Linked DNA regions of Mus musculus: regions 2, 3, 4, 5, 6 and 7 are each linked to region 1. The links are chromatin contacts, called in public ChIA-PET, Hi-C and HiChIP or PLAC-seq maps. All regions are on one chromosome and are shown on one strand. The core of a region is the stretch at or near the end of the contact, and the rest is flanking DNA. Distances in the headings are between cores, read along the strand shown. Region 1 holds the start of Eif2s2 (eukaryotic translation initiation factor 2, subunit 2 (beta)). Region 2 holds the start of 9030607L20Rik (a long non-coding RNA gene). Region 3 holds the start of 2310005A03Rik (RIKEN cDNA 2310005A03 gene). Region 4 has its middle 20 kb from the start of 9030607L20Rik. Region 5 has its middle 11 kb from the start of Gm14216. Region 6 has its middle 7.2 kb from the start of Gm14216. Region 7 overlaps Gm38598 (a long non-coding RNA gene).

Region 1 (2,896 bases), core at 109-2,608:
TCAATGGAAGGCCTCCCCTTTCTGAAGAGAAATAGAGGATGAGTGAATGGGGGGTAGGGGCTGGGAGGAGAAGAAACTGTGGTCAAGATGTAAAGTATATTAATCAATTAATTGATTAATTTAAAAAGATAAAATCTTATGTAGTCCAGGCTGGTTATGAAATTCTGATATTCATGCCTCTACTTCTCAAGAGCTAGGATGGTAAGTGCTACCACACCCAGCTCAGACAGACCATTTTGTAATTCCAGTAGACCAAAACAAAGACAAACTCAGTAATCAGGTATGAATACAAAAATCAATCAAGAAGAACATTTTGCCAACTACAAAAATCACTAAGTACTTTCCCCATCTCTTCTAACGTGAGGGCTTTTTTTCACTAATCATAGATTAATCCTCACTTGATTCTTTTTATGCAAGAAGCATTAAAAACTTGATAATTACTCTCATCTCCTGATAGCATCTACTTACTTGAGCAGTCCCTTCAGTCACCTGAGTGGATCACCTGACGCCCCAGCTGAGCATTCTTTCAAACAGTGGGGCTTTGCAGTTCCCTGTGGTTACAAACACAGGTGTTTTTTTGTTGTTTTGTTTTTTAACTACAAGCGCATACTCCGAGGCCTTCCTAAATGGCAGCTGTATCTCCCCAGGGAAAATAGATGATACATCCAGAATTGTCTAGCAAAGACTCCATAAACAAGGAGTCATGTACCATATAAGGAAGCTTTAGTCAAAAAAGGACACATAATTAATAGTCCCAGATGATTATATCGCCTAGGACGTTGTAGTGTCTTTACTTATATGGTATGAAGTTCGTCAACAAGTTAATTACCTACTCTACACATTTCTCAACATAGCCCCTTTATTGAGCTAGTTAAGACTATTTCGAAGCTTCCTGACAGACTGTAGCTTGCTGGGCTGTTTCTCCTCAGAGGACGGCTTCGTTCCTCGGTCTAACTATGGAAAACCAGGGAAGAATCTTCTGAAGTAAAAAGCTAGAAGGTTAAACTTCTCACGAAGTGAAACGCTTCTACTGAGGTGCATTCCTCGAATACTAGACCGATTCTAGGGGAAAGCGTGAACTCAGCTCCACGGGTTCATATTAGGGTTTCCACTAAGTTAAACCTGAAAAATGGCCCCAAATTCACTTTACAAGCAACACAGCACTTTTCGAACCTCTTAGGTAACCAGCAGCACAAGAACCCGAACATCCTGACATGTTTAAAACAGTCGTGCACGCCCTCGAAACTCCCGAAGCGCACAAGCGCCGGTCTTTTCTAGCCAAACTACAAGTCCCAGTATGCCCGGCGCCGGGGAGTCGCCGAATAACTCGCGCCACGAGAAGCACGTAAGGTTGGCTTTACTGTACGCCTGCGCTTTGGCGAGCTCTGCGCAGGCGCACTTCCAACGTTTGAGAGGAGGGCGGGGTGTCGCTCCCTTTCGCTGATGCAAGAGCCTAGTGCGGTGCTGTGAGAAGTATCGGTGGGAGCTACGCTGACTCCGGGCCGTGAAGCCGACCGGTTTGACTTTTCATCCCTGCCGAACCCGCTCGAACTACAGCCATGTCCGGGGACGAGGTGAGAGGCTGAGCTGGAGTTAGGGCTAAGGACTGAGGCAGGAAGCCGAACCCACACCTGTGTGAGAAGCCGGGCCTGCGGCCTAGCTGTAGCCGGCCGCCATGTGGAGCAGCCCGGCCTAGGCGTCCCGGAGCTGTGGAGCCGGCGAGGACTCTGGATCCTCAGACTTGGTCTCCCTCGGCTCTCCTCAGGGCGGCGGCGAGGCCTGTCTCCCACGGTGATCGGCGTTTCGGAATGGAGAGCGTGTTGAGCCGTCCTCTCGGAAAGGGGTTGAATGCCGAGTTAGTTTGCCCGGCCGCCCCGGCATTCCTTTCCTCACACACATAGCCGCCTCGGCTCTCACGGCTGAGGGGTCAGGGTGCCCTGCGAGGCCCCTCTCGGTTCCGGTGGAGCACCGAGGTTAAAACTTTGTAGGCTGCCTTTTCCGGGCGGATATCTCGCTCCCGTTTCCCGCTCGAGGCCTTATTTCTTAAGACAGGAACCCAAAGAGCCAGAGGAGAAGATATTTTAAGTCTCAGGAAGTGACCACCTTTCGAGAAAAGTTTTCGGGCCCGAGTCCCAAAGTTTCCTTTACAGGCGAGGTGAGCAGGAAGGTCCGGCTGTGAAACTGACTGGGTTTGGATCTCAGAATTTTTCAAGCCCCGTCCCCCGTTTTATTGTGTCTTTTTTTTTTCTTTTAAATCTTTTTGGGTTTTGCCTTTTCCAGATTTATCCTAGTTCACATACCATTAAATGACTTTAAAGAAAAAAGAGTGGTCTTGGCTTAGATATTGCTTAGCATTGGGCCTAGAAGCCTAATCCTAGCCCCAAGGAAGTACTTTACGAAGAATTTGTGACTTACTTGACTTACAGGCCTAGGGGAGGGGTAAGAGGAATAGTTGAAGGTTCTGTGCAGAGTTGGCTTTTGAATGGGCTCTAGAAATGATCAGAATTTTCTCAACCAATGAGAAAACTGATCACAAGGCGTTTATGGTCAAGAAGGGAGAAAGTGCATAGAAAGTGAAGTATTCACTAGTTTGGTTGAAGTAGATGCTGGTTAGTTTATGGAGGACTTAGGTAACTACATTAAGGAATTAGAGATTTGTTTCATGGGAACTAGTTCTAGTTTAAGTTGGTTTCCAGGGTTCAGTAAAATAAATTCCTGTAAGTCCATTTTAGAGATGAGCCAATTGGAGCTTAGAGTTGTACAGTGCCTCTAATAAAATTCCAAGTGCCTGAGCTAGTAATAGAATCCCAGCTCTGTGCAGTATGCCTTCATCTAAATGACTAGGAGGCTCTTGCAAACTCACTAAACTCTGGAAGAGATAGATGTTTCTTGCTTG
Region 2 (2,896 bases), core at 206-2,705, 220 kb after region 1:
ACAGAAGCCCCCTTCTGCCTGAGCAAGCATGAGAGCGCCCTGGCAACGGAGATAACAACAGAGCTGGGGGCTGGGACGCTGCGTGGAAGTAGGGAAAGAGGAATGTCGGCAGAAAACGCTTCCAGTGTACAACTGTTACAAGAGACCAAACTAACAAGGCCTTTCCGAGTCACAGGGAGAGGGCTGCAGAGACAGACACATTCCCCTGTCCAAAAGACAGCAGGCTAACCAGGGGAGGGGGGGAAAGACTTTCTTCTGGGAAGACAGCCTTGTGCTTGATTGGTCTGTTCAAAAATAGGGCAAAAACCTCAGAGCCCTGATGCTTGTCTTCCTTTTACTCTGCATGCAGCTTAAATAGAATATGTACCCCGAGGAGCAGGCAATGTCCCACTCCCTCAGGATCCTCGGTACACAGCAAGTGCTCAGAGACACTCATGCATAGGAAGTTGAAGCCCTGGGCTCAGAGCTCAGCAGATCCTGACTGGTTACCACTGAAGGAGGGGGCCTAGGGGCAGAACCCCGGTCTCCTGCTTTCCCTACAAGCCCAGCTTGATCTAGGAGACAACACCTGAGCAGGACAATAAGCCGGACAATAACAGGAGAAATGAGACAGACAACAGTTTCCTATGAACAGACCCCTTAAAGCCCCAGCCTTAGCAAACAGACCGCTTCCCTATGCACAGTCCGGTAGGCCTGTTAGCCACAGAGCTCAAAAGCTCCGGTTTGTAGTGATTGGCTAGTCATGAACACATGATCCCAGCAGCCAATCAGAATTCTTTTGAGTTTTCAATCTGCGAAGGGAGATCACGAGGTAGGAAGAATTTACAGGAACAAAACTATTAACCATACTGGCCATCTAGTCAATGAGTAGACTTACAAGGGAGTCAAAAAAACGGTGATAACTGGCAGAAGAGAGCCCAGCCCCACCCTGCCCTTTCCCACAGTCATCGAGTCAGTAAACCCTTTGGCTGCGGAGTAACCAATGCCAGCCCCTATAACAAGAGTAGCAATGGCTCTGCTTGTAATCCCCATATTCAGAGGTGGAAGCAGAGGACTCTCTTGATTCAAGGCCATCCTCCGGAAGTTCCAAGTCGGCCTGGGGTAATGAGCCTCTGTGCCCAGGGAAAACCAAAACAACCGCACTTAGCCAGAGATGGCGCCCGAACTCCATCCCGCTCAGTCCCTCTGACTCCAGAACCTTCCACTACTGCATCACATTTTGAGAAGGAACTCATCTTAACGACAGGAAGGAGCCAAACATAAGAACAGTTTTACTTAAGAGTAAACACGGGAGGACTGGAGAGATGGCTCAGCTTGTTAAGATCAGGGCTGCTCTTCCAATGGACCTGGATTCAACTCTCAGCACCTGCATGGTGGCTGACATCCACTTGTAATTCCAGTTCCAGAGGACCTGACACCCTCTTCTGGCCTGCCTGGACACCAGGCATGGTACACATGCATACATGAAAGCAAAGTATCCATATACATAAAATAAAGCAAAAAAAAAAAAAAAAAAAAAAGAGTAAACACAGGAACTGGGAGATGGCTCAGCAGTTAAAAGCACTGACTGCACTCGCACTCACAAAGGACTCACGATCAATTCCCAGACCTACAGCAGTTCACAACTGTCTAACTCCAGTTCTAGAAGACCTGACACCCTCACACAGACATACATGCAGGCAAAATGCCCATGCTCATAAAAAATTTTTTAAAATAAAAATAGTAAAGGGAGCAGTTTAACAACGTAAGTGTACTTAATGTCACAGAGCTGTCACTACATGCTAAAATGATGAGTTTTATCTTCTGTGTTATATACATTTTTGTTTTGTTTTGTTTTTCGAGACAGGGTTTCTCTGTATAGCCCTGGCTGCCCTGGAGCTCACTTTGTAGACCAGGCTGGCCTCGAACTCAGAAATCCGCCTGCCTCTGCCTCCCGAGTGCTGGGATTAAAGGCATGCGCCACCACGCCCGGCATATATACATTTTTTACCACAACTAAAACACAGAACCGGTGGCTGGAGATGTAGCTCAGTTGACAGATTATTTGCCTAGTGTTTGCAAAGTTCTGGGTCCCATCCCAGCACTTCAAAAATCAGATGTGGTGGCACATGCTTATAACCCCAGCCCTGGGAAAGAGGCAAGGGGTGATCGATCAGAAGCTCCCATTCCATGCTGGCCACATTCCAAGTTTGAGACAGGAAAGCATTCGAATGGCACGGGCAAATCCCTGGGTTCAGTCTCCAGCACTAAAAGCAACAGCAGACTGGTCATGAGCCCACTACCTGCTCATCCCTGGAGACACAGCAGATAAGATGTGTCATGTATGTGACATGTCATGTATGTGAGGCAACAATTGGAGGACAGGTGTTAAAGTGCACAGAATCATCAAAACCTGAAATACTGTTTAAAAATAATCTCTGTTCCCTGGAGCAAGTCACAACAGTGTAGGCCAAAATCCAGTGGTGCAGGAAAGAATGCAGGGTAGGGAGTGATCAGGAAGTAGGCGTTCTGATCGAGCACAACACATTGCCCCACAGTCACAGCTCTTAGGAGGCAAAGTCAGGAGATGATCATGGGTTCTAGGGCAGCATGAGCTAGGCAAGATCCTGTCTCAAATACAGGCAGGAGTGCTGAAGATACAGCTGTTAGACTGCTGGGTTCTGGTTCCTGGACTGCATAAATTGAGCACTGTCTCAAAAAACAAGGGGCTCTGTGAGTAAAGACTAATGATGTAAGTTCAATTCCCCCGGACCTATACAACACAAGACAGAACAGCTGACTCCACAGTTGTCCTCTGACCTCCACAGATGCAATATGGCATATGATAATGTATATATATATATATATATCATACATACATAACAATATAATTGTTAAAAGATTAGGGGACAGAATA
Region 3 (2,896 bases), core at 293-2,792, 210 kb before region 1:
CCAGGGCTGATGAGATGGCTCATGAGGAGAAAGCGATTGCTCTGCAAGTCTGACAACCTAAGTTTGATCCCTGAAACTTAAGATGGAAGGAGAGAAATGTTTGTTGTTGTTTGTTTGCTTTTGTTGTTTTTTTTTTTGTTGTTTTGTTTTGGTTTTGGTTTTTTTGAGACAGGGTTTCTCTGTATAGCCCTGGCTGTCCTGGAACTCACTTTGTAGACCAGGCTGGCCTCGAACTCAGAAATCCACCTGCCTCTGCCTCCCAAGTGCTAGGATTAAAGGTGTGTGCCACCACCACCCGGCGTCTCTGTACTTGTAACACATGGTCTGAATGCCTCTTCTGATGTTGATGCTATTCTGAAAGTGTTGGGAGGTTGTCAGGAGGTTAATCATATCAGGAAACTAAAGCCAGCATTGTGGGAGTGGGTTGATCATCAGAAGCAAGAGCAAGACCAGCCCCCACCAACAGCCCCAGCATACACACACACACACACACACCCTGTTCCTTTTTTTCCATGCATCTGAGTCATGATGCAGCAAGAAGGCCCTCAGCAGAGAGCTCAAGGACTTTGAGCCAATTAAACTTCTTTATACGTGTTATAGCAGCAGAAAATGGACTCAGCCCCTAGCTGTGTGGCTCTTTCCTTGAGCAGCTTGACATGGGAGCTGACTCTCCCCATAGCCAGTGGCTCAAGAGAGCAAGATAGAACTTCTCATGGCTTCTCTGACCTGAGGTTGGGCTCTCACTTCTGCAATCCTTCAGTGGTTACAGAGGCCAGTCGCATTCGTGAGAAGGAACTGCCTACAACAGGGAATAGATACCCTGTGGGAGGAACCCCCCCCCTCCCCCCTCCTCCCCCCTTCCCCAGAAAACTGTCCACGTAAGGGCATAGACACCCTGAGGTAAAGATCACTGAGGGCCATCTCGGAGCCACCAAAGCAATAAACTAATTTATCCAAGGTCACGCCCATAGGAAGTGTTATCCCTGAGCTTTGTGAGTTTGTGTGCAAGTATGTGTGATATGTGAATGCACACACGTCTGGGGATGTGCCTGCTCACACTGGTGTAAGTTGAAGTCACGGCTTGACAATGGGTGTCTTCCTTATTGCTTCCACACCTGATTTTTTGAGACAAGGTCTCTCATTGAAACTGCAGCTGAATGGTTTGACTAGATTGACCTGCTAGAAAGCCCCACCCACAGGATCACCTCTATCTACTCACTCCCACACTGGGACTACAGAAGCTTACTGCCACACCTGGATGTTATGGGTTCTGGAGATTTGAACTCTGGAACGTGTGCTTGTATAGCAAGTATTTTATCTATGGGCTATTTTTCCAGACTCTAGAGGCAGGCTTTGAACTCTGGCAATTACTGCATTACAGACTTGACAGTCAGACAGGCAAGAGTCTGTCCTGGAGACACGCATGCTTCAGATTCCAGGGGTCAGGTGACCAGACACTATCTTATGTGTCAGATGGACACTCGTCAGAGATGTGGACTTGAGTGTGCTCATAAAAGGCTATGCACACATCGCTTCTCGGTGTGGACTCGGCGTGTCAAAGGGAACCCGGATTTTAGCTCCAGCTCTGTGGTTGTTAGTAATATGGGACCTCAGACAGCTTTCGGCCCCTTAGGGATCCTTTGTTTTCTCCCCCATGTGCCAGAATAGTTCAATTCCATGGACTCTGAGGTCCTCTAGCAGGGAGACTGGGGGATTTCATGCATAGAGCTGTTCATGGGGAATGCTCAGGGGGTTCCCTTCCTACATTCCCTGACTCTCTTGAGCCACCCTTTCCAAAGTGCTTTAAGAATTGTCTCTGATTGATGGATACTTAAGTTGTCTTCAAGTGAAGTGGACCCTTCAGGTGTGAGGGGCACCCTTCTTAACACGCACCAGATCAGGCCAGGCGGCTCAGCCCAGCTTCACCCGCAGCTGGCTGGTACCATTGTTTCCCCATAAAGCCGGGCTACTTTCCAATTGCTGATGCCCTCTGGCCAGGGGTGAGGCTCAAAGGACTTAGTTGTGTAGCTTCCTCCCTCCCCTAGGGCAGGCCTGGGTCACCCAACAGGCTGACTCAGCCCCTGCAGAGGAACAAAGACGATAGAGATGGTTAATGGAAAGAATTTGACATTTACTACCGCCCGAAAGAAACTTCAAATAATTACCATGAGGACTATCCCCACACTTATTCTGCAGTCCACTGACATCTTACAAACGTTGGGATGTAGGCACTGTTCTCAATTCCAGTACTTAGGGACCCATATTATTATTTTAAAAGATTTGTTTTTCACATGTGTGTGTGTGTGTTGATGTGGGTGCACTCACTCATGCATGTGTGTGGAGGCCAGAGGTCAAAGTTCAGCGTCATCCTCTGTCCTTCTCCAGCTTATTTTTGGGGAGAAATTGCTCACTGAACCTAGCATGAGATTGGCTGGCAGCTGATTCCCCGGGGATGTGCCCGTCGTTATGCAACTGTGCTGGCATTATTGATGATCATACCATGCTTTGTTGTAAGTACCAGCCCGGGTCCTCAGGCTGACACAGCGAGCGCTTTACCTACTGTGCCACCGCCCCAACCCTAAAAATCCTTTACTTTACAAAGTTTCTCCTCAGTATTAAACCCTGTAGGAATTATGAAGAGGAGGCTCCACCCACTTCTAAGATGATGAAAAGACAGAGCAAAAAGAAGTGCAATTCCATCTCTGCCCAACTGGTGGTACAGTACTCTCCATGCATGTAACTCCTTCAGTCCTTGCCACCATTTCTCAGACCACTGCCAGGAAATCTTCCCCTCACAGATGAAAAAATGTCCATGAGGTGATGCAGTCTGTCCAGGATCACACAGCCAGTCGGTGTCAGAGTCTGTGGAGAAAAAGTGAAATTCCTCTTTTGGTCC
Region 4 (2,896 bases), core at 221-2,720, 200 kb after region 1:
CACTTCCCAGAAGATTTCACCTCAGTGATGCTGGTCTCTTCTTAATCGCCACTAATTTCTTAGCTCCAGCTAACCAGCATCAATTGTCCCAGTAATCACTTCTATTCTGGACTCTGAAGCCAGAGCCCCATGGCCGAAGCTGCCAAGTTCTGCTGCTTGCAGGAGCTGAAACATGGCCCCCTTGTTTCATTACATTATCACCAGCTTTCTGTTTCCCAACTCCTTCACTGCCTAAGCTTGGCTATCCTGGATCTTGCTCTGTAGACTGACCTTGAACTCAGAGATCTGTGTGGCTCTGTCTCCTGTCATGCTGGGATTGAAGGTGTACCACCATGCCTAGACTTAAGCTTTTCTTCACCTAGAACCTGCTCTGTTCAAGACTGGATGTAAAATCAGAGATCTGCTTGCCTTTGCCTCTTGGGATTAAAGGCTTGTACTTTGCTGTGTGGGATCTAGGCCCAAGGTTACCACACTCCCTTAATTCAATTTAATAATCCGTAAACACAAGATTCAGTTCCATTCCACTTTCTGGTGCCCCTTTAATACCATATATTTTGTATTTTTCCTTTCTAAGCTTACTAAGCTTGTTCAAAACGCTCTTCATAAGACTTAACAAGAGAACAAAGTCTCTGCTGGGCTTTTCTGAAATTTCCTTTGTCAATACAATTAATATAAATCTCTACCTTAGCCCCAGGTAGACTCTTCAAATCAGGGCAAAAAACAGCCACATTCTTCACCAAAATACCACAAAAACAGTCTCTATGCTACAAACTGATATTCTTCTCCTCTGAAACCTCTTGGGCCTGGTTTGCAGTCACTCTCAGCAAGTCTTCCATATTCCTACTAGGACAGTCCATTAAGCCCCGTTTAAAACATTCCACCACTTTCCAAATCCAAAGTACTGAAATCCACATTCTTCCAAACAAAAGCATGGTCAAGCAATACTTCAGTCCCTGGTACCAACTTTTGTCTTTAAGTTAGGGTTTTATTGCTGTGAACAGACATCATGACCAAGGCAACTCTTTTAAGAACAACATTTAATTGGGGCTGCCTTACAGGTTCAAAAGTTCAGCCAACTATCATCAAGGCAGGAGCGTAGCAGCATCCAGGCATGGTGCAGCAGGAGCTGAGAGCTCTGCATCTTCATCTGCAGGTCTCTAAGACTCACTTCCAGGCAGCTAGGACTCGGGTAGTAAAGCCCATGCCCAGCCCATGCCCATAGCCCACAGTGACACAAGGCCACACCTCCTAACAGTGCTACTCCCTAGCCCAAACACAGACAAACCATCAGACATTCTGGGACAGGAAAGTCCATCTCCTGCCTTAGCAGGGAACCCCAATAGACTCTTTTGTATACATCCCATCTCCCAGACTCCCTTGTAGTAGGAATGAGTCATGAGACACATGGCCCATGAGACCCAGAAATGACCTGTGTGTAGTCTTCTGGGATCCATTAACACAGGCAGAGGTGAAGCAAGGCCAGATGCTGATCCTCCCATTGTTTGCTCTGGAGCAGAGCGTGACCCAGGGTAGGGCCTGGACCAGAGGCGGCAGTTTAAGGGAAAGGCCCATGTGCCTAGGCAGCGCAGGAGGCAAAGCATTTTTTGTTTTGTTTTGAAGCAGGGTCTCTAAGCAGCCCTGTCCTGGAACTATCTATATAGGTCAGGCTGGCCTCGAACTCAAGTCTCCTCCCTCTACTTCCTGAGTGCTGGGATTAAGGGCGTATACCACGCTTGGCTGTTCTGGCTGCATTTAAGACAGTCTCACCACTACACACAACAAGCTAACCTTGAACTTGTTGTGGTCCTACTGCTGGGATTAGTTATGCACCATCACACCAGAAAGAGCTTTATTCTTGAGAACACAGTTGAGCCACTGAACCCTAACACTTCCATCGAGACTTCCTGTCCTGAGACCAACCTGCAAGTCCCCTCAAGGTGCTCTGTTGCATGTAAACTCAAGTTCCTACACAGAGTAGGTGCTAAAAAAACCAAACCAAAACAAAAAACCTGAGTGAATTTAGAGTAAGTATCATTTCTATGTGTTGGCTGTCTTCTGTTGCTTGTACCCAGAGTATCTAGTACAATAACATCTTTTCAGGCCTGAGAACTTCCTAAGCAAAAAAGAAAAAGAAAAAGGAAAAGAAAAAGGAAAAGAAAAAGAAAAAGAGAAAGAAAAAGAAAAAGAAAAAAAAAACTTCTAGACACTGGTGAGCACTATGCCCCACAGACCCAGGCACGAGGTATATGACTTGTAGAAATAAACACCCTTTTCTTGGAGGGAGCCCAGACAGCGCCCTGGTGTCTGTGCCCGTCAGAGCTGAGGGGAGAGACGTTCTAGGCAGCTGGAGAGACTCAAGAAAGGCTGCTCTGGTTTTCCCACATCAAAGGATGCTTGGGAGCCCCGGTCCTGTTGGCAGAGAGACCCTGGCAAGTAGAGCTTGTGACATTAGCCAAACCCAATCTCCCCCAAACCAGGCAATTTCAACTCAGGCATCAAGTCTCAATCATGAGTGTGGCAGCCAGGGTAGGAGCTGCTTCATTCAAAGAACACGAGACCTAGGGAGCTGTGGGGTAGGGACGGGAAGGGCTCCCATCAGTTCACTTTTGAACGATAAGTCTGGGGAAGGATTAGGAGACACAGCCATGTTGGAGGAGGTATCCCACTGGGGAATAGGCTCTGAGGTCTCAAAAGCCCACGCCGGGCCCAGTCACTCTGGCTCTAAAGTGTAGATTAGATGTGAGCTCTCAGCTACTGCTCCAAAATCATGCCTGCCTGCTGCCACGCTCCCGGATGCTATGATGGTGATGGAAACTGTAATCAAGTCCCCAATCAAATGTTTAAACGTTGACATGTGTCGGACTAAGACAGGAGAGTAGGCAGCTTGATCTGGGCA
Region 5 (2,896 bases), core at 269-2,768, 180 kb after region 1:
GCTTTGGTATGCTCCGCCTCATTATTCTTCGCTAACGACATGCACGTATTGGTTAGTCTTACATAGTTGTTTTTGAGCTTAACTTGTAACGCCACCCGCCACTGAGTGGTTCCTTCGCCAGCTTGCCATTTCTGCAGCCTCACCTCAGGCTGGTTGGCGAGCCTGGTGGTTTCTTCAGGATTGAACTACAGCCTCCTGGTGTCTGCTTGCTGAGAGGACTGGACTATAGCTGCTGGTTCATGCCTGGGGTCTGCCTGCCTACAGGACTGGTCTGCAGCTGCTGAGTCATATTTGGTGTTTGCTATGGGACTGAGTGGCTGCCAACGGAGATCAAGCTCGCCCCCAAAGAACTATTGCTGAGCAGGTCCACTTCCCCCACATCCTAATAACTTTTCTCTTCCACGACCTCTGCTGGGTGGTGAGCTTGAGGAGAGGTTGAACCCTTATTAAAAGTAGGTTGCAAAAAAATTTATGCCTACAGCTCTGTTTGAAATCAGAGCCCACACTGTCTCTCACAGCCTTGGGAAATAAGAAAATTCAGGGTTCTTTATGGTTTGGGCCGGGTCAGTGGTTCTGGCTGCTTCTGAGGGTTAGAGTATAGCTGTGGAAATGGCCTTGGGAAAGGTGTAGTGGCTTTAGTCTTTTTTCTTTTCTTTTCTTTTCTTTTCTTTTCTTTTCTTTTCTCTTCTTTTGTTTTCTTTTCTTTCCTTTTATTGGATATTTTATTTATTTACATTTCAAACATTATTCCCTTTCCCAGTTTCCCCTCTGCAAGCCCTCTATCCCATCCCCCTCCCCCTGCTTCTATGAGATTGTTCCCCCACCCACCCACTCCCACCTCACCTCCCTGGCCTTCCCCTACACTAGGGAATCAAGCCTTCACAGAATCAAGGGCCTCTCTTCCCACTGATGCCAGACAATGCCATCCTCTGCTACATATGCAGCTGGAGCCATGGGTCCCTCCATGTGTACTCTGGCTGGTGATTTAGTCCCTGGGAGCTGGGGGGGTAGAGGGGTTGGTTGGTTGATATTGTTATTCCTCCTATGGGGTTGTAAAACCCCTTCAGCTCCTTCAGTCCTTTCCCTAACTCCTTCATCAGGGACCCAGTGCTCAGTCCAATGGTTGGCTTTCAGCATCCACCTCTATATTTGTCAGGCTCTGACAGAGCCTCTCAGGAGACAGCCATATCAGGCTCCCTTCAGCAAGCACTTCTTGGCATCCGCTATAGTGTCTGGGTTTGGTGTCTGCATATGGGATGGATCCCCAGGTGGGGCAGTCTCTGGATGGCCTTTGCTTCAGTCTCTGCTCCACACTTTGTCCCCGTATTTCCTTAGACAGGAGTCATTCTAGGTTAAAAATTTGGAGATGAGTGGGTGCCCCCCCCAAACCGGGGAGGCTCCCAGGACCCAGTGGGAATGAGATTAGCTGAAATGCCTAACAAAGGGGAGGGAGACCCTGTAGAGACCGTATCTAGAGGCTTTAGTCCTTTCTCTGTTACTTCCTCAGACTGCAAGCTGCAGGCCACAGCTCCAGCAGCAGGGCTGCCCAGAACTTCCCACTTAATTAAAAAATAAAATCAAGGAAAGACAACTTTTTATTACACTTCCCTAATAGTGGAAAATAGTTTCAGGCATAAAAAAGGCATTCAGCTGGCTACTTCCCAGGCGTCAAAAATTAACAGCCACTACATTTTATTCCGAGGAATTAATGGAAATTTTTACATGGTGGTGTAAAATGCAGGGGACAAAATGAAGGACATGATTCTTCAGGGCAGAGCTCAGCCCCTGGCTTATGGCTGGGTTTGGCTCTCTGCTCTGAGCTAGCATCTCAGGTAGGGTATAGGAGCCTGGAGAAAAAATCTAGGGGGGGGATTGCGGACAGCTTTGGGGGGAGGGGAGCCCAGCGCTGACCCCTGGAGTCAGCAACTTCCTTACACATCTCTTCTCTGGGGTAATGGCTGCTGGTGGTGGCTTCTGGGCCAGGAGCCCTGAGACCAGTTCCTGTTTCTGCAAATTGAAACAAGAGACCGGCTGTTCTCAGGACCCTAATATCAAACTTGGTCATTGTTCTCCATTGTGAATCCAAACAAGAACCTGGGCTTTGGAGCTGAGTGGGTCTGCCCTTGAACATCAGCTCAGACCCATATCATCCTCACATTAAGCAGGTCATCTCCTGGGCCTCGGTTCCTACCTCTGTAAGATGGGGACAGTTGCACAGTACTTTTGGGGTGACTATTTAAAGAAGACGTCAGTATGTCCTGTTTTGTTTTATTTCTGGCTCTGAGGCCTCTGAGAGAACTCCAGAATGCGCACACATAAGGCCCACTCCCCTCCCACCCCGCTTCATTCGACTGGAGAGATGGCTCAGCGGTTAAGAGCACTGTCTGGAATTGAGCTTCCGGCGCAAGGGTCACGGACAAAATGGTGCTCCCAGTTCAGGTCTCTCCACTCTTCAAGTTCGGCCGGTACTCAGCTCTGATCCTCGGCCTGGCATAGGGCGCCAAGCACTACGGTTACCACCACCACCCACCACCCCACCCTACCCCCGGCAGAGGAGGAGGGAAGAGCAGCAGAGAAAGAGACTAGTTGAGTTGAAATGAATTGAGAGAGAACTGGCCCAAGATGACAGCATTCTCAAGTGAGGCATCAGTGAGCTTGCTTTCTCTCTTGAGGATGAAGAAAGCTTCTTTGTGTGTGTGTGTGTGTGTGTGTGTGTGTGTGTGTGTGTGTGTGTGTGTGTGTCGTGTGTCCAGGGGTGGGGGAAGAGGGGAAGCGCTGTCTGCTCTTCCAGAGGTCCTGAGTTCGATCGCCAGTAGCTCACAACCATCTGTGATGGGATCTGATGCCCTCTTCTGGCACGCAGGAGTACATGCAGATAGAGCACTTATACATGTAG
Region 6 (2,896 bases), core at 267-2,766, 160 kb after region 1:
CCCGGCACTTAGCTCTTTTCAGTGAGTGGAGGTGAGTTTTCTGTCACCTGTAAACAAGAATCCTGACACTTATGTGGTGTGTCTGTGAATGCAGAGGTGTAAGAGGAAGAAGAAAAACAGAGTAAAAGACAATTTTAAAAGTGAAAATATATGCTCGAACGAGCACTTGCCACTTCCTGCGTGGAAACCGGCGTTTGCTCTCCTTTTCCTGTGACAATCCCCATTCGTCTTCCCGGGGTTCTGCTCCATGGCCCCTATCTTTCCTTGTTTGCAGCAGGGTCAGCTCTTTACTGTCAGGGTCTCTCTTCAGGACTATGGCACTTGTATCAGTGGAGAACTACAAGTAAGAGAATCCGCTACAGGTGGGAGAACCTGACAGGGATTTTACTGTTTCCTTCATACACACACACACACACACACACACACACACACACATATATATATACATATACCCTCATAACCTGAGGTGGCTCACCGGGTTCCATGTCCCAACACATTTTTTAATTATTTATTTATTTATTTTGTTTTTTCGAGACAGGGTTTCTCTGTGTCGCCCTGGCTGTCCTGGAACTCACTTTGTAGACCAGGCTGGCCTCAAACTCAGAAATCCGCCTGCCTCTGCCTCCTGAGTGCTGGGATTAAAAGCGTGCGCCACCATGCCCGGCGTCCCAACACATTTCGACAGTTTTATGAATCAGGCATGATGATATACAACTATAATCCCAGAACTCAAGAAGCTGAGGCAGGAGGATTAGTTACTTAAAGCTAGCCCATGTTGCATAGTGAGTTTGAGGCAGACTTGAGTTACAATGCAAGATCCTATTTCAACAAAGGATTAAAGGCCTTTCAAAATTCTAAAACCTTTTACAGGAAGAAGAAGAAAAGACTATCATGGTGATGTGGACTGAGACTTCAGACACTATAGACCGTGTGAAATCCAGGCTGTGAAAGTGGCTCAAGTGGGTGAAGCACTTGCCTTATGTGTGTGAGGACCTGCATTTGAGTCTCCAGCACTCCTCCTGGGATGTGGGAAGTGGAGAATCAATCCCCTGGAGCAGGCAGGTCAGCAAGCCTAGCACGAGGCACAGTGATAACCAAAGGAACTGTCTCTAATAAGAGAGAGGGCAGGAATTCCCCAAGATGCCCTGCACTCACATTGTAGACCATACAAGCCTGAGCTCACAAACGTATGCAGAGAGATTTTTAGAAAGAAAAGACAAGTATAAAGGTGAAGGGAGCCCAGGATGAGGAGGGAATTCCTCCTGACTGCAAAAGCTGTCTCTGGCAAATGACTAGAAGGTGACCTACTTTGATTATGACAATCAAGAGGAAACCCCTTCACCTCACATTGACTTGGTGGTGGTGCTAAGGAAGGAATCTGATCACCCTCTAAAGGTCGGGCATGAAAGAAAAGAAGGCTGCGTCTCTGTACTGAACTATTGTAAAGTGAGGGGAAACAGACAGCTTGCCCATCTTCACTGACAGTCCCTTCCGATGAGTCACGGTGTTGCAGCTTCATGGCTGTGGTTTAGTACTGTCTGACCAAAGCATCGACAAACCGGAAGGCACACAGTCATGTGTGAGTTACCAAGAGACTTGAGCTATCAGCAACAGAAAGGTCCTGCTTGCTAGTGAACAGAGGAGACTCTCTAATACACATGCCTTCAGGGACATTTAAAGTCCAAAATATTCGAGCTTTTTACCTTCAAGTCTTCCCCCCCCCCAGTTTTGGGGGGTACTGTATGAATGTGTGTTTGTGTGACTGTGTATATACATGCATGCACGTGTACACATATGCATGTGGAAGTCAGAGGTCAATATCAGATATCTTCCCCTGTCATTATCCCTTTCCACCATATCTTTAGAGACAAGATCTCTCACTGAGGCAAGCACTCTCAGATTGACTACGTTGATTCTGGAAATCTGCCTGTCTCTACTGCTCAGCCCTAGGACTGTAAATGTGTGTGACCATGCCAGCACATGGACATGCCTGGGTATCTGAACTATGCCTGTACCACAGGCACTTCACCAACTGAGCTATCTCCCAGCACACACACACACACACACACACACACACACACACACACACACACACACACACACACACACACTGTTAATCCCACAGAGTCGAGGAGAAAGACCACCAACCCAGATTATGGCCAAAATTAAAGCAAGGTTTTTCTGTGTACACATCGAAGCTGAATCTGGCATCTGTCTCCCTCTGGGGCCAAGTTCATGAGGCCCCGACCTAATTTCTCAAGTCCTTTAGATAAGGCAAAAATCCTAGGGTAGGGGACTTTTCACATAAGCATGGTTACAGAAGCAAGACCAGGCAATTAAGGAAAGTGGGTCACAGAACAAAGGGTATGCAACATTCCAGAGAACAGGTGGCTCCTGGGGGTTGGTTTGCTGTTCATTAATGGGGTAGGGCTCAGCTCAGTTCTGAGAAACAGAAACTCAAGTTTTATTATAAAGAGAAACTTAACTTGGCTATAGACTCAAAATGGCCCCTAGGAACAAAACAGACACTGTCTGGTTTCTCAAAGAGAGAGAGGGGAGGGGAGGGGAGGGGAGGGGAGGGGAGGGGAGGGGAGGGGAGGGGAGGGGAAGGGAGGGGAGGGGAGGAGAGGAGAGGAGAGATTGATCATGTAGCCCAGGGTGGCTCAGAACTCACTGTTTAATTGAAGATGATATTAAAGCTCTGATCCCCTGCCTCCCCCACCCCCAGTGCCGGGCTTACAGGTTTGTGCCACAACACCTGGCTTATGAAGTGCTGCACAACACCTGGCTTATGAAGTGCTGGGCGCGGAACCAGGGCTTTTCACGCATTAGAAGTGGGAAGGGAGGAGGAGAGAGAGGAAATTGGGAGGGGGAAAAGTAAACAACAGAAGAGAGC
Region 7 (2,896 bases), core at 286-2,785, 130 kb after region 1:
ACAGTAAAGCTTGGGGGTGGGAAGAGAGATGTATTTCATGGAGCCACAAAAGGAAGAGGGACAAAGAGATCCAATGATCCCAAAAGAATTCATTTTCAGGGCCCTGAAGTGAATGTAATGTTTAAGTTAAGGTCAGAATTATGGGTTTCTCTGTGTAGCTTCTGATGTCCTGGAACTTTCTATGTAGACCAGGCTGGCCTCGAACTCACAGAGATCCATCCATTTAGGAGCTTCTGCTCCCAAGTGCTGAGATTAAAGGCATGCACCACTCTGCTGCCTAGCTCTGTTGCTTTAAATTATGCTGTATGGCTGGGGAGGATCATATGCCCATGTGAGAAGAGGTGTAAGGAGCTCGGAGGAGGGGACCAGATACCCTGGAGCTGTGAAGCAATAGACATGGGCACTGGGAACAGAACTTGGGTCTTCTGAAAAAAGCAACAAGCTCTTTTTTTTTTTTTTAAGAATATTTGTTTTATCTTATGTGTATTTGCTATTTTGTGTGAATGAGCGTTTTGCTGGCTTGTGTGTGTGCGTGCACACAACATGTATGTCCAGTGCCCATAGAGATCCGAAGATCCTCTACAACTGGAGTTATGAATGCTTGTGAGCCACCATGTAGGTTTGAGCCCCAGTCTTCTGGAAGAATAGCAGTGCTCTTAACTGCTGAGCCATCTCTCCAGCTCATCATACTATTCCTTGAGTCTAAACTGGCCTTGAGACTTGATCTGGCCACCAGAAGGAGGCAGAAGCCACTACTCTGCCAGTCTGTGCCTGAGCCACCAGAAGCTCTGCATGATTCTGATCTTAGAGCCCTGCTGCTAACTAGAAAGCAAGCCCAGGCTAGTCTGCAGAGCATGAAAGTCCCAGTAATTCCGCTTCTAGAAATTTAGAAAGGAAACTCTTGCATGTGTGTCCAGAAAATACATACAAGAATATTTGCTTTTTGCTGCATTGTCTGTCACAGAGGAAAATTTGTAAAAAGCATTAACTGTCTACAAACGAGCTTTGCATAGACAAATTTATAAATATTCATGTGATGAACTGCTACATAACAGTTAATATGAATGAACTGTATATATCTGTGTCTACATATATCATCAAAATAGCTCTCAAGTACACATTATTGCATTAAAAGCCTGTTGTAGAAAATAAAATACGATTCTATTATGTGCATCTTAAAGCCATGCAAGACAGGCATATATGATACATTACATGTGTGAAAAGAAAGGTAGATACCAAATTCCTGTGGGTTTCTCTATGGAGGTGGGTATGTACAAGAGATTTCACTTTATATCCTATCAGATATTGTTTTTAATCAGAAGAAAACATTGTAAAATGGTAACACCAAGTGTAGAGGGCACAGACATTTATTAGATTATTCTCTGTTCTCGTCTGTATTTAAAACTTTTACCAACTGAGAAAAAAAAAATCTAATTATACCCATGAGCGCGTTTTGTGATTCGAAACTGACTCTATGTGTGGCTGAGTTTCACATCTGTGTCACTGACATTCATAACAGAACCAGGGCCCTGGGAGGCACATTTTACAGAGCAGGAGTCCCCTGGGGGCTCCCAGCACCTGAGGAAGGACCTGTGGACCTATAGGCCAAGTCTCTCAACCTGAGCCTATCTGACAAGAGCCACCAGATGGGGGACATCTGGGTTACATGTGTAATTGCATCAGGCAACAACACTGCACTGAGCTGGTCTCATAAAGTGACTGGTAGAGAAAAAAAATCAACTGCCGTTCTACTTGCTGAGTTTCCTGGGTGCGTGATCAGGCTTGACGTAGATGGTTTTCTCTAAATGGGCCTTAATCCCACATATTTCAAAGAACCTGTCTGGAAATGAACATTTGTTGGTAAGAGGCAGATTTCGCGGGCGGAGGATGTAGCTCTGTGGGTAAAGTGCTTGCCTGGCGTGCACAATGCCATGGATGCCATCTCAAGCACAAACCTGGCTTAGTGGTATAGGCCTCAGCTTTTGAGAGGTGAAGGCCAGAGGATCAGAAGTTCAAGGTCATCTTTAGCTACGTAGCCATTTTAAGGCCAGCCTAATTGGCTTTAGACACTGTCTCAAAATACAGGCATACAGAGGGAGTGAAAGAGCACAAGAAAAAGAAAAATTTTAAATCAGCCCTAAGTCTGCTGTGATGGCACATACCTATAATTCTAGTGCAGGGGAGACAGGCAGAAGAATGGTGAGTTCCAGGCTAGCCTGGGCTATATAGCAAGACCCTATTTTTTTTTTAAAGACAATAAAAAAAAAAAACCAATCAAACAAAAACAAATTTAAAAAACAGCACTAAGAAAAGAAGTTTGGGGTACATTAGGAATGGAGAAAATTCACACCAAGCAAGATCATTGTTCTCAACAGGTTCCACTCTGTGCACCTGATTTGAAATCCCCTGGGTTCTCTCTTGTTGAGTTTCTCTCCAAAAGCCTCCAGCGTAGGGAATGATGCCACCCACACTGGTCTGGGTCTTCTCACATTAATTAACTTAAGGTAATCAAGACAACCCCTGATGGATACACCACCGGCCAGCCTGGTGTAGGCCATTCCTCACTGGGACACACTGTTCAAGTGATTCTAGATTATGTGAAGTTGACCATTAAAGCCATCACGGTAAAGTCCCTACTAGAGTCAAGCACAAGGACCCGAGTTTGATCCCCAGCACCCACATAAAAAGCCAGGCATGGTGGAGTGTCCTTGTAGTCATGATCACAATCACCAGTGCTGGGGAGGTATTGACAGACAGCTCCTCTGGCCAGCCAGTCTATCCAGCCTAGTTATTGAGACTCAGAAACCAGAGCCTCCAAAAGCCAAGTGGACAGCTCCTGAGGAATGACACCAGGTTGTCCTCTGGGCTCCCTATGCATCCTCTCCCCCCCCCCCCC

The links. Hi-C and Micro-C count contacts between places; a contact is called where the count stands out from the background. ChIA-PET counts read pairs in DNA pulled down with a chosen protein or histone mark. HiChIP or PLAC-seq counts read pairs in DNA pulled down with a chosen protein or histone mark.
Region 2: an H3K4me3 HiChIP or PLAC-seq map of embryonic stem cells shows a contact between it and region 1, with 20 read pairs. The contact joins the promoter of 9030607L20Rik here to the promoter of Eif2s2 in region 1. A contact is called at or near these places in 9 of 39 promoter capture datasets (the C10 cell line, the HPC-7 cell line, cranial neural crest and 5 more), 2 of 484 Hi-C or Micro-C datasets (CD8 central memory T cells and bone marrow-derived macrophages), 21 of 115 datasets of contacts at active chromatin or transcription factors (the NIH/3T3 cell line, the SCID.adh cell line, bone marrow-derived macrophages and 14 more) and 2 of 9 other capture datasets (adipose tissue and liver).
Region 3: a contact with region 1 is called in a Hi-C map of extraembryonic ectoderm, with 2.5 times the contacts expected there. The contact joins the promoter of 2310005A03Rik here to the promoter of Eif2s2 in region 1. A contact is called at or near these places in 5 of 39 promoter capture datasets (the 3T3-L1 cell line, cranial neural crest, frontonasal cranial neural crest and 2 more), 1 of 484 Hi-C or Micro-C datasets (extraembryonic ectoderm) and 2 of 115 datasets of contacts at active chromatin or transcription factors (embryonic stem cells and microglia).
Region 4: an H3K4me3 HiChIP or PLAC-seq map of the 230-238 cell line shows a contact between it and region 1, with 15 read pairs. The contact joins the enhancer-like site here to the promoter of Eif2s2 in region 1. A contact is called at or near these places in 17 of 39 promoter capture datasets (the 3T3-L1 cell line, 3T3-L1-derived adipocytes, the C10 cell line and 12 more), 2 of 15 datasets of contacts at CTCF or cohesin (CD8 T cells and large pre-B cells), 1 of 484 Hi-C or Micro-C datasets (bone marrow-derived macrophages), 29 of 115 datasets of contacts at active chromatin or transcription factors (the 230-238 cell line, the NIH/3T3 cell line, the SCID.adh cell line and 22 more) and 4 of 9 other capture datasets (adipose tissue, bone marrow-derived macrophages, liver and 1 more).
Region 5: a contact with region 1 is called in an H3K4me3 HiChIP or PLAC-seq map of bone marrow-derived macrophages, with 3 times the contacts expected there. The contact joins the enhancer-like site here to the promoter of Eif2s2 in region 1. A contact is called at or near these places in 9 of 39 promoter capture datasets (the 3T3-L1 cell line, 3T3-L1-derived adipocytes, the C10 cell line and 6 more), 2 of 15 datasets of contacts at CTCF or cohesin (CD8 T cells and large pre-B cells), 1 of 484 Hi-C or Micro-C datasets (bone marrow-derived macrophages), 36 of 115 datasets of contacts at active chromatin or transcription factors (the 230-238 cell line, the NIH/3T3 cell line, the SCID.adh cell line and 24 more) and 4 of 9 other capture datasets (adipose tissue, bone marrow-derived macrophages, liver and 1 more).
Region 6: an RNA polymerase II ChIA-PET map of memory CD8 T cells shows a contact between it and region 1, with 407 read pairs. The contact joins the enhancer-like site here to the promoter of Eif2s2 in region 1. A contact is called at or near these places in 7 of 39 promoter capture datasets (3T3-L1-derived adipocytes, the HPC-7 cell line, HPC-7-derived erythroid cells and 3 more), 1 of 484 Hi-C or Micro-C datasets (bone marrow-derived macrophages), 14 of 115 datasets of contacts at active chromatin or transcription factors (the 230-238 cell line, bone marrow-derived macrophages, embryonic limb bud and 5 more) and 2 of 9 other capture datasets (adipose tissue and liver).
Region 7: an H3K4me3 HiChIP or PLAC-seq map of the 230-238 cell line shows a contact between it and region 1, with 2.1 times the contacts expected there. The contact joins the enhancer-like site here to the promoter of Eif2s2 in region 1. A contact is called at or near these places in 5 of 39 promoter capture datasets (erythroid cells, fetal liver, frontonasal cranial neural crest and 2 more), 7 of 115 datasets of contacts at active chromatin or transcription factors (the 230-238 cell line, bone marrow-derived macrophages, embryonic stem cells and 2 more) and 3 of 9 other capture datasets (adipose tissue, liver and pancreatic islet).

The regions. Positions count from the first base shown.
Region 1 is chr2:154,891,368-154,894,263 of GRCm38.p6, reverse strand. It overlaps Eif2s2 (eukaryotic translation initiation factor 2, subunit 2 (beta)), which reads left to right and starts at 1,358. Exons shown (of 9, transcript NM_026030.2): 1 at 1,358-1,574. The coding sequence starts at 1,560.
Region 2 is chr2:154,675,098-154,677,993 of GRCm38.p6, reverse strand. It overlaps 9030607L20Rik (a long non-coding RNA gene), which reads right to left and starts at 1,455. Exons shown (of 2, transcript XR_866878.2): 1 at 1-1,455. The region is part of intron 1 of Chmp4b (charged multivesicular body protein 4B); the gene reads right to left.
Region 3 is chr2:155,098,725-155,101,620 of GRCm38.p6, reverse strand. 2310005A03Rik (RIKEN cDNA 2310005A03 gene) reads left to right here and starts at 1,542. Exons shown (of 3, transcript NR_040634.1): 1 at 1,542-1,593; 2 at 2,386-2,510; 3 at 2,614-2,896. It overlaps Gm45609 (a long non-coding RNA gene), which reads right to left. Exons shown (of 3, transcript XR_001783519.2): 3 at 2,111-2,862.
Region 4 is chr2:154,695,410-154,698,305 of GRCm38.p6, reverse strand. No RefSeq gene overlaps it. Among named protein-coding and RNA genes, the nearest start is that of 9030607L20Rik, 20 kb to the right of the region's middle. Within about 2 kb of position 1,470, at least 22 of the 459 cell types and tissues checked have an H3K27ac peak or open chromatin away from gene starts, as enhancers often do. A contact at or near this core is called in the 230-238 cell line, T-cell acute lymphoblastic leukemia and epiblast stem cells, where this site is marked.
Region 5 is chr2:154,713,248-154,716,143 of GRCm38.p6, reverse strand. It overlaps the pseudogene Gm14215. Among named protein-coding and RNA genes, the nearest start is that of Gm14216, 11 kb to the left of the region's middle. Within about 2 kb of position 1,518, at least 18 of the 459 cell types and tissues checked have an H3K27ac peak or open chromatin away from gene starts, as enhancers often do. A contact at or near this core is called in bone marrow-derived macrophages and differentiating embryonic stem cells, where this site is marked.
Region 6 is chr2:154,731,556-154,734,451 of GRCm38.p6, reverse strand. No RefSeq gene overlaps it. Among named protein-coding and RNA genes, the nearest start is that of Gm14216, 7.2 kb to the right of the region's middle. Within about 2 kb of position 1,516, at least 83 of the 459 cell types and tissues checked have an H3K27ac peak or open chromatin away from gene starts, as enhancers often do. A contact at or near this core is called in the 230-238 cell line, the HPC-7 cell line, bone marrow-derived macrophages and 1 more, where this site is marked.
Region 7 is chr2:154,756,555-154,759,450 of GRCm38.p6, reverse strand. The region is part of intron 1 of Gm38598 (a long non-coding RNA gene); the gene reads right to left. Among named protein-coding and RNA genes, the nearest start is that of Gm38598, 8.9 kb to the right of the region's middle. Within about 2 kb of position 1,535, at least 11 of the 459 cell types and tissues checked have an H3K27ac peak or open chromatin away from gene starts, as enhancers often do. A contact at or near this core is called in the 230-238 cell line, where this site is marked.